Regions from separate parts of the Mus musculus genome. Here region 1 is linked to region 2. The links are chromatin contacts, called in public promoter capture Hi-C maps. All regions are on one chromosome and are shown on one strand. Each heading gives the region's core, a stretch centred on a gene start, on an enhancer-like site or on the middle of the called end of the contact. The rest is flanking DNA. Distances are from core to core; before and after follow the strand shown. Region 1 holds the start of Elmod1 (ELMO/CED-12 domain containing 1). Region 2 has its middle 16 kb from the start of Slc35f2.

What was found. Promoter capture Hi-C pulls out the DNA fragments that hold promoters and counts their contacts.
Region 1: a contact with region 2 is called in a promoter capture Hi-C map of embryonic stem cells, with 2.5 times the contacts expected there. The contact joins the promoter of Elmod1 here to the enhancer-like site in region 2. A contact is called at or near these places in 12 of 39 promoter capture datasets (the 3T3-L1 cell line, embryonic stem cells, epiblast stem cells and 8 more), 1 of 15 datasets of contacts at CTCF or cohesin (embryonic stem cells), 43 of 484 Hi-C or Micro-C datasets (B cells, CD4 T cells, the HL-1 cell line and 17 more), 6 of 115 datasets of contacts at active chromatin or transcription factors (embryonic stem cells and epiblast stem cells) and 1 of 9 other capture datasets (embryonic stem cells).

Annotation. Positions count from the first base shown.
Region 1 is chr9:53,973,967-53,976,666 of GRCm38.p6, reverse strand. It overlaps Elmod1 (ELMO/CED-12 domain containing 1), which reads left to right and starts at 1,366. Exons shown (of 11, transcript NM_177769.4): 1 at 1,366-1,642.
Region 2 is chr9:53,754,661-53,757,360 of GRCm38.p6, reverse strand. No RefSeq gene overlaps it. Among named protein-coding and RNA genes, the nearest start is that of Slc35f2, 16 kb to the left of the region's middle. Within about 2 kb of position 1,365, at least 11 of the 459 cell types and tissues checked have an H3K27ac peak or open chromatin away from gene starts, as enhancers often do. A contact at or near this core is called in embryonic stem cells, where this site is marked.

The sequences.
Region 1 (2,700 bases), core at 117-2,616, 220 kb before region 2:
AAAGGGGGAAAAAATCAATGGTTTAACAACAGACTAGCAAGGACCCACACATTTTGGTTAGCCTGAGGCCATTATTAATATTATTATCCATTGTTTCAGAGATAAGTCAAGTCTCGGTAGATTCATTTGATGGGTAACACAAAGTCAAAAACAACTTGACCTTTATTCTTGATAATACTCTCCATTTTAGGTATTTGTTGCCTTTCTCTGGTTTTGTGATTGTTATTGGACTCACTATGTAGACCAAGCTGCCCTCAAATTCAGGAAATCCACCTGCCTCTGCTTCCCAAGTGCTGCCGCCATTCTGGCTTGCCTGTCGTTTTCAACAGATTGTAAATTCTCTGAGGAGAAAAACCTGTCTGTCTTATTTGTTGTTGTTTTCTCAGCACATTGTTCCGTGCCTGCACAAAACAGTTGGCTTGGTTGTTTGACCTTCTTATACAGCAGTAACCAACTCTACTATGTGACAGCAGCGTGTCCAGATGATCTCTGACAGCCAGGCATTAACTTGTATTGCAGCCACGTTTCAGAGAAGGTAACATTGATCACAGAGAGTGAGTAGGTCGTCATGAAGGGGAACGGAAAGGGTAAGGTAAACCAGAAGATCGGAACACCACGAGCAAAATCAAAGCCTTTTGAAGAAGTCAGTTTCCCTGTGTTGTTCGGAAACTCTTATCTATGAAGACGTTCTACATAAAACCGAAAATAGGACTGAGGAAGGGTGTGGGTGTTCGGGAGTTCAGCCATTCCACTGCAAGAAGGCAGTGTTCCCCCCAAATAATTGCAGACCAGGATATCTATAATTTATCCCATTATACTTAAACTTGTAATGAGCTGTTGTTTATGAAACCCTCGATGAAACACAGGCCTGGGCCAGGGAAGACCCACCGGGGCTCTCAGTTACACCTAATTAAAGAACTGGCTCTTTGACAACTTCACCTGACCTGTCCAAGAATCAAGAGAGGAAGGGGATGCCTGGGGGGAGTCAGAACACACAGGAAAGCAAGTGAGGGTTGGGTATCTGAATTGGGAGGAGGTAAAAAAACAAATAAACTAAAAACAAACTTTGCCTTCTGGATAATCCACCTCAGAGGAACTGGAGAACATTCCTTGCCCTAGATTCTTCAGGAATCCCACTGACAGGTCTTCCCAGGTTCACAACCCTGGACTTCTTTAGGGGTGGTCGACTCTGACTCCTGCACAGTTAAACTAGGCCACTGCGGCCAAGTGCGCAGTTTTAACCCTTTCTTCCCACATTCTGGCGCGGGGGCCTGAGCTCACTCCTCCCCGCCGCGCCCGCGCCCCGGGGTTCCGCGACTGAGCATGCTCAGTAGCCGCCAGCGTCTTGCTCCCAGGGAAACCTCTGCACGCCCTCCCCAGCTGCTCTCGGTCGCCTCCTCTCTGCCCGCTGCCCAGGGTGCAACCCGGCTTGCAGGGCTCCACGCGACCCAGATTCCCGCCCCGCCCCCGCCCCTCCCGCGCCCGCAGCCAGTGCGGCAGCCGCGGCCGCCTCTGTCCAGCATCCGCTCGGGGACCAGCCGCGGCGATCACGGTCGCTAGTGCGTAGCAGGAGCGAAGGCGGAGATGGAGACCACACTGTTGCGATCCCAGAGCTGCTGAGCCCACCACTGTCTCTGCTCCGGTGAGTCGCGACCCTAGAGGAGCCAAGGGTGAATGCCCTTGGAAAAAAGAGAGGTGGCAGCTGACCTGTGTGTGTAGGGTACAAAATAAATGGGGACAGTGAGGGGACGTGAATGAAAGTGCGCACTACCTGGGTGCCGGAGCGCCCGAGTCACCCAAGACTAAATCCTCTTTCTCATCGTGAGCCGGGAAATAACAACCCGCGGCGCTGCGGGTCAGCGCTGGAAGCTGTTTGCGTCCCTGGGGCGCAGGTCGCCTAGCGACTGAACGCCACTGCTGGTGCTTAGGGAGGAATCCCAAGCGGGAACAAAGAGCGGCCTGGCTGGGGCAAGTGGAGGGTCCTGGCCCCTAAGGAGCCCTCTGTCCTGCCGGTCAGGCCCCGGGGCGGTGCCAGGCGGCAGAGTGGCAGAGCTGTAAACCAGAGGTCTCTGAGCCTCCACCCTGAGCCAGGTCTGCAGGGCTGGCGAGCGCACCTCCTTCTACTCCAGGAAACTCCACTCTTGGAGCATCTCCTGGGCAGGTGCAATTGAACAGGCGGGCGGAGAGCAGCCGTGAGGAGCTGTTAAAACAGGAACAGTGGAGCGAGGTGTGCTGTTTTTCCTAGTGCCTTTATTTCCAAGTGTGGGCACCAACTGCTCCCCCTCGTCGTGTTTCTGCTCAACCTCTAAGTGGCGAGTCCGGTAACAGACCTTATGAATATTTCAGAAACGACCTCACAGACTCGCTCGCTTCAGATCAAGTTTAATGAATATGTGTGTAAGCCTTTCTGCCCCGCACAAACAGATGGAAGCCCAGGCCACTGCTTGGAGCTCTCCAAATTTCATCTCTTTCTTCCCCACCAACAGAGAAAAAGACGTCGCAAATCCCCGCAAGCCTTAGACTGGTGTCATAAATTGGGGCTGTCATTTGGAGAGACCGATTTTAGGCAGCCACCCAGGCTTTGTTCTGCATCTCAGCAGTGTGTGCATGTTGTGTCGGTCGCTTGACAACCGTCCTTAACTGCTATTGCCAATATGGTGGAAAGCAGGTAGTAGCATGCCTACATTGGAATAAACGTCA
Region 2 (2,700 bases), core at 116-2,615:
TGATGATTTGGAGCCAAGAGCCTCCAATGGGAGAGAGCATGTTTGTCTTTCTGGGTCTCAGTTACCTCAATCAATATAATCTTTTCTACTTCTAACCATTCACCTGCATGATTTCATTTTTCTTTTCTGCTAAACAGTATTCTATAGTGTGCATATATCGTATTTTCATTATCCATCTATTGATTGTAGGACATTTAGGTTTTTTTTTCCTATTTCCTACCTTTTGTTCATAGACAGCAAATGGACATTGTTGTGTCCGGCCAGCAGACCACAACCTGGGTTCTAGCCTGGAAAGGCATTTTGGAAACCTGGAAGAGAAGAGGGGCTAGAGAAGAGGTGGCGAGAGAAAAGAATGTAGCCAAGACAGTTACTCTGATCAAGGCTCAAATTTTATTGTTGCGACACTAGTTATGAAGGAAGGGGGAGGGGACCCGATTCCCGCCGAATAATCTCTGGTCCAGTAGAAAGGTGCACGTGTGTGGCTCCGCAGGTTCCAGCAGTGGGCGTGGCAGAACGAATGAGCAGGAAGCTCCACCCCTGAGCAAGCAGGTTTCAGGCTGGGGGAGGGGAGACTACATCTCCTCCCTTTTATTAACAAAATTTAAAAAAAGAAAAAGCTGGCCTGAGGGGGGAAAAATTATCTATGCTCAATAGTTCTGCCTGGAATCTAGGGCTAAAGAAAAAACTTGCTTTCCTGGGATTCCTTAACTTTTCTTATGGTAAACTGTATCTGGCTAAGAGTGACCTTTCTTAGTAAACAACTAACTGAAAAGCCTGGAGCTGTAGGCTCTGACTTTATAATGCTAATTAGTACTTGGTAGGTAACTTTCTAGTTGAATTTTAAGTAGGGCGTTGGAACTCTGGCTAAGTTTGACTGAACAAATGTGAAATACACTATAATAAGAATAACACTAAGTTGATATTCCTCCGCATGTTTGGATGATAGGTGGGAAACAGGGAGAAGGAGTTCGACCGGCTCTTGTAGTACAAAGCCAATTGGCTTTTTTATTTGGGTGGGAGGCAGAGGCAGTGAAGGGCTTGCCCTTTCAATAGTACGTCTCCAATCTCTCTCCCCCCTATTAATTAAGTTAAATAAGGCAACGCTTAACTGAGGTGATCAAATGATTTTCTCATCCGTAGATGAGTGGGCTTTTAACCTTGGCTTGGGTGGACATGGACCCGATTCCTCCCGTGGGTACTGATAAGACCCACACCCGTGGCTCTCGGTACCTTTTGGGAGAAAAGAATGTAGCCAAGACAGTTACTCTGATCAAGGCTCAAATTTTATTGTTGCGACACTAGTTATAAAGGATGGGAGAGGAGACCCGATTCCCGCCGAATAATCTCTGGTCCAGTAGAAAGGTGCACGTGTGTGGCTCCGCAGGTTCCAGCAGTGGGCGTGGCAGAACGAATGAGCAGAAAGCTCCACCCCTGAGCAAGCAGGTTTCAGGCTGGGAGAGGGGAGACTACAGGACATGATTGAGCAAACATTTGTGGAGTATGATGTTAAGTACTTTGGACATATTGCCAAGGAGTGATAGAGCTAAGTCATAGTAGATCTATTTGTAGCTCTTTAGAATTCTCCATTCTGACTTCCATAGTGGCTGCACCAGTTTGCTACTGTATTGGAACACTGTATTGGGGAATGCCTAAGGCTGTTCCCAGGCCACGGTTGCCTGTATTTGGCTCTTCAGAGACCCTGTTGCAGGAAACAAACCAGCAGAAGACAACAATGCAAGAACATGCACTGTAGAAATGGCCATCTATCGATAGATGGTTTGAAGAATATCAGCTATCCACTAGATAGAGAACGAAATCAGATGCCTATCTCTCACCAGGTACAAAAATCAACTCAAAAATACCTTGAAGATTTAAGTGTAAAACCTGAAATAAGAAACGTATGTTCTTATTATAAGAAAAACATAATAGGTGTAATGCTTCACAGCAGTGAAATGGGATGGATTTTTTTTTCACAAGACCCCAAAACAAAAGAAACTAAAAATAAACAAACGGGATTGCAGCGAACTAAAAGTTCCTGCCAAAAACACAGAGAAAAGCAACAGGATCCAGAGACAGCCCACAAGATGCAAGAGAGCAGATGTAAAGCAGACCCCTGACTCCCAGGGCACAGAATGCATTTCGAAAGCTCAGGAACCAAGAAGCCAAGTAATTCCATTTAAAGGTTGGCAGTGGATCTAATTAGGCATTTTCCAAGAGGGTGCATTCAAACTGGAACAAGTGTAGGAGAAGAACTGACATTGCTAGTCATCAGGGAAATGTGAATAGAAGTCACAGTAAGATACTCCCTCACCCTAGTAAGAAGAGCAACTTTTGGAAAGTCTAAAGACAACAACAGTCAGGGAGGATGTGAAGACAAGGAATTCCTACACACCCTGGCTTGGAATGTAAAGAAGCACAGTCATTATGGCAAATGCCAGAGATGTTCCTCCAAAATTAAAGAGGACTTCTAAATGACCCAGTGACCAATTACAGGAAATATTTAGAAGAAATACAATCAGTATGTCAAAGAGACATTCATATTTCTGTGTTAATACAGCACAATTCATAACAGCCAGACAATCCACGTATCTGTCAACGGATGGATAGACAGAAGAAATGAGTTGCATAGCCACAGTCAAGTTCTCTTCTAGCACTAGAGAAAAATGAAGTTCTGTTATTTGCAGCAACATGAATAGATCT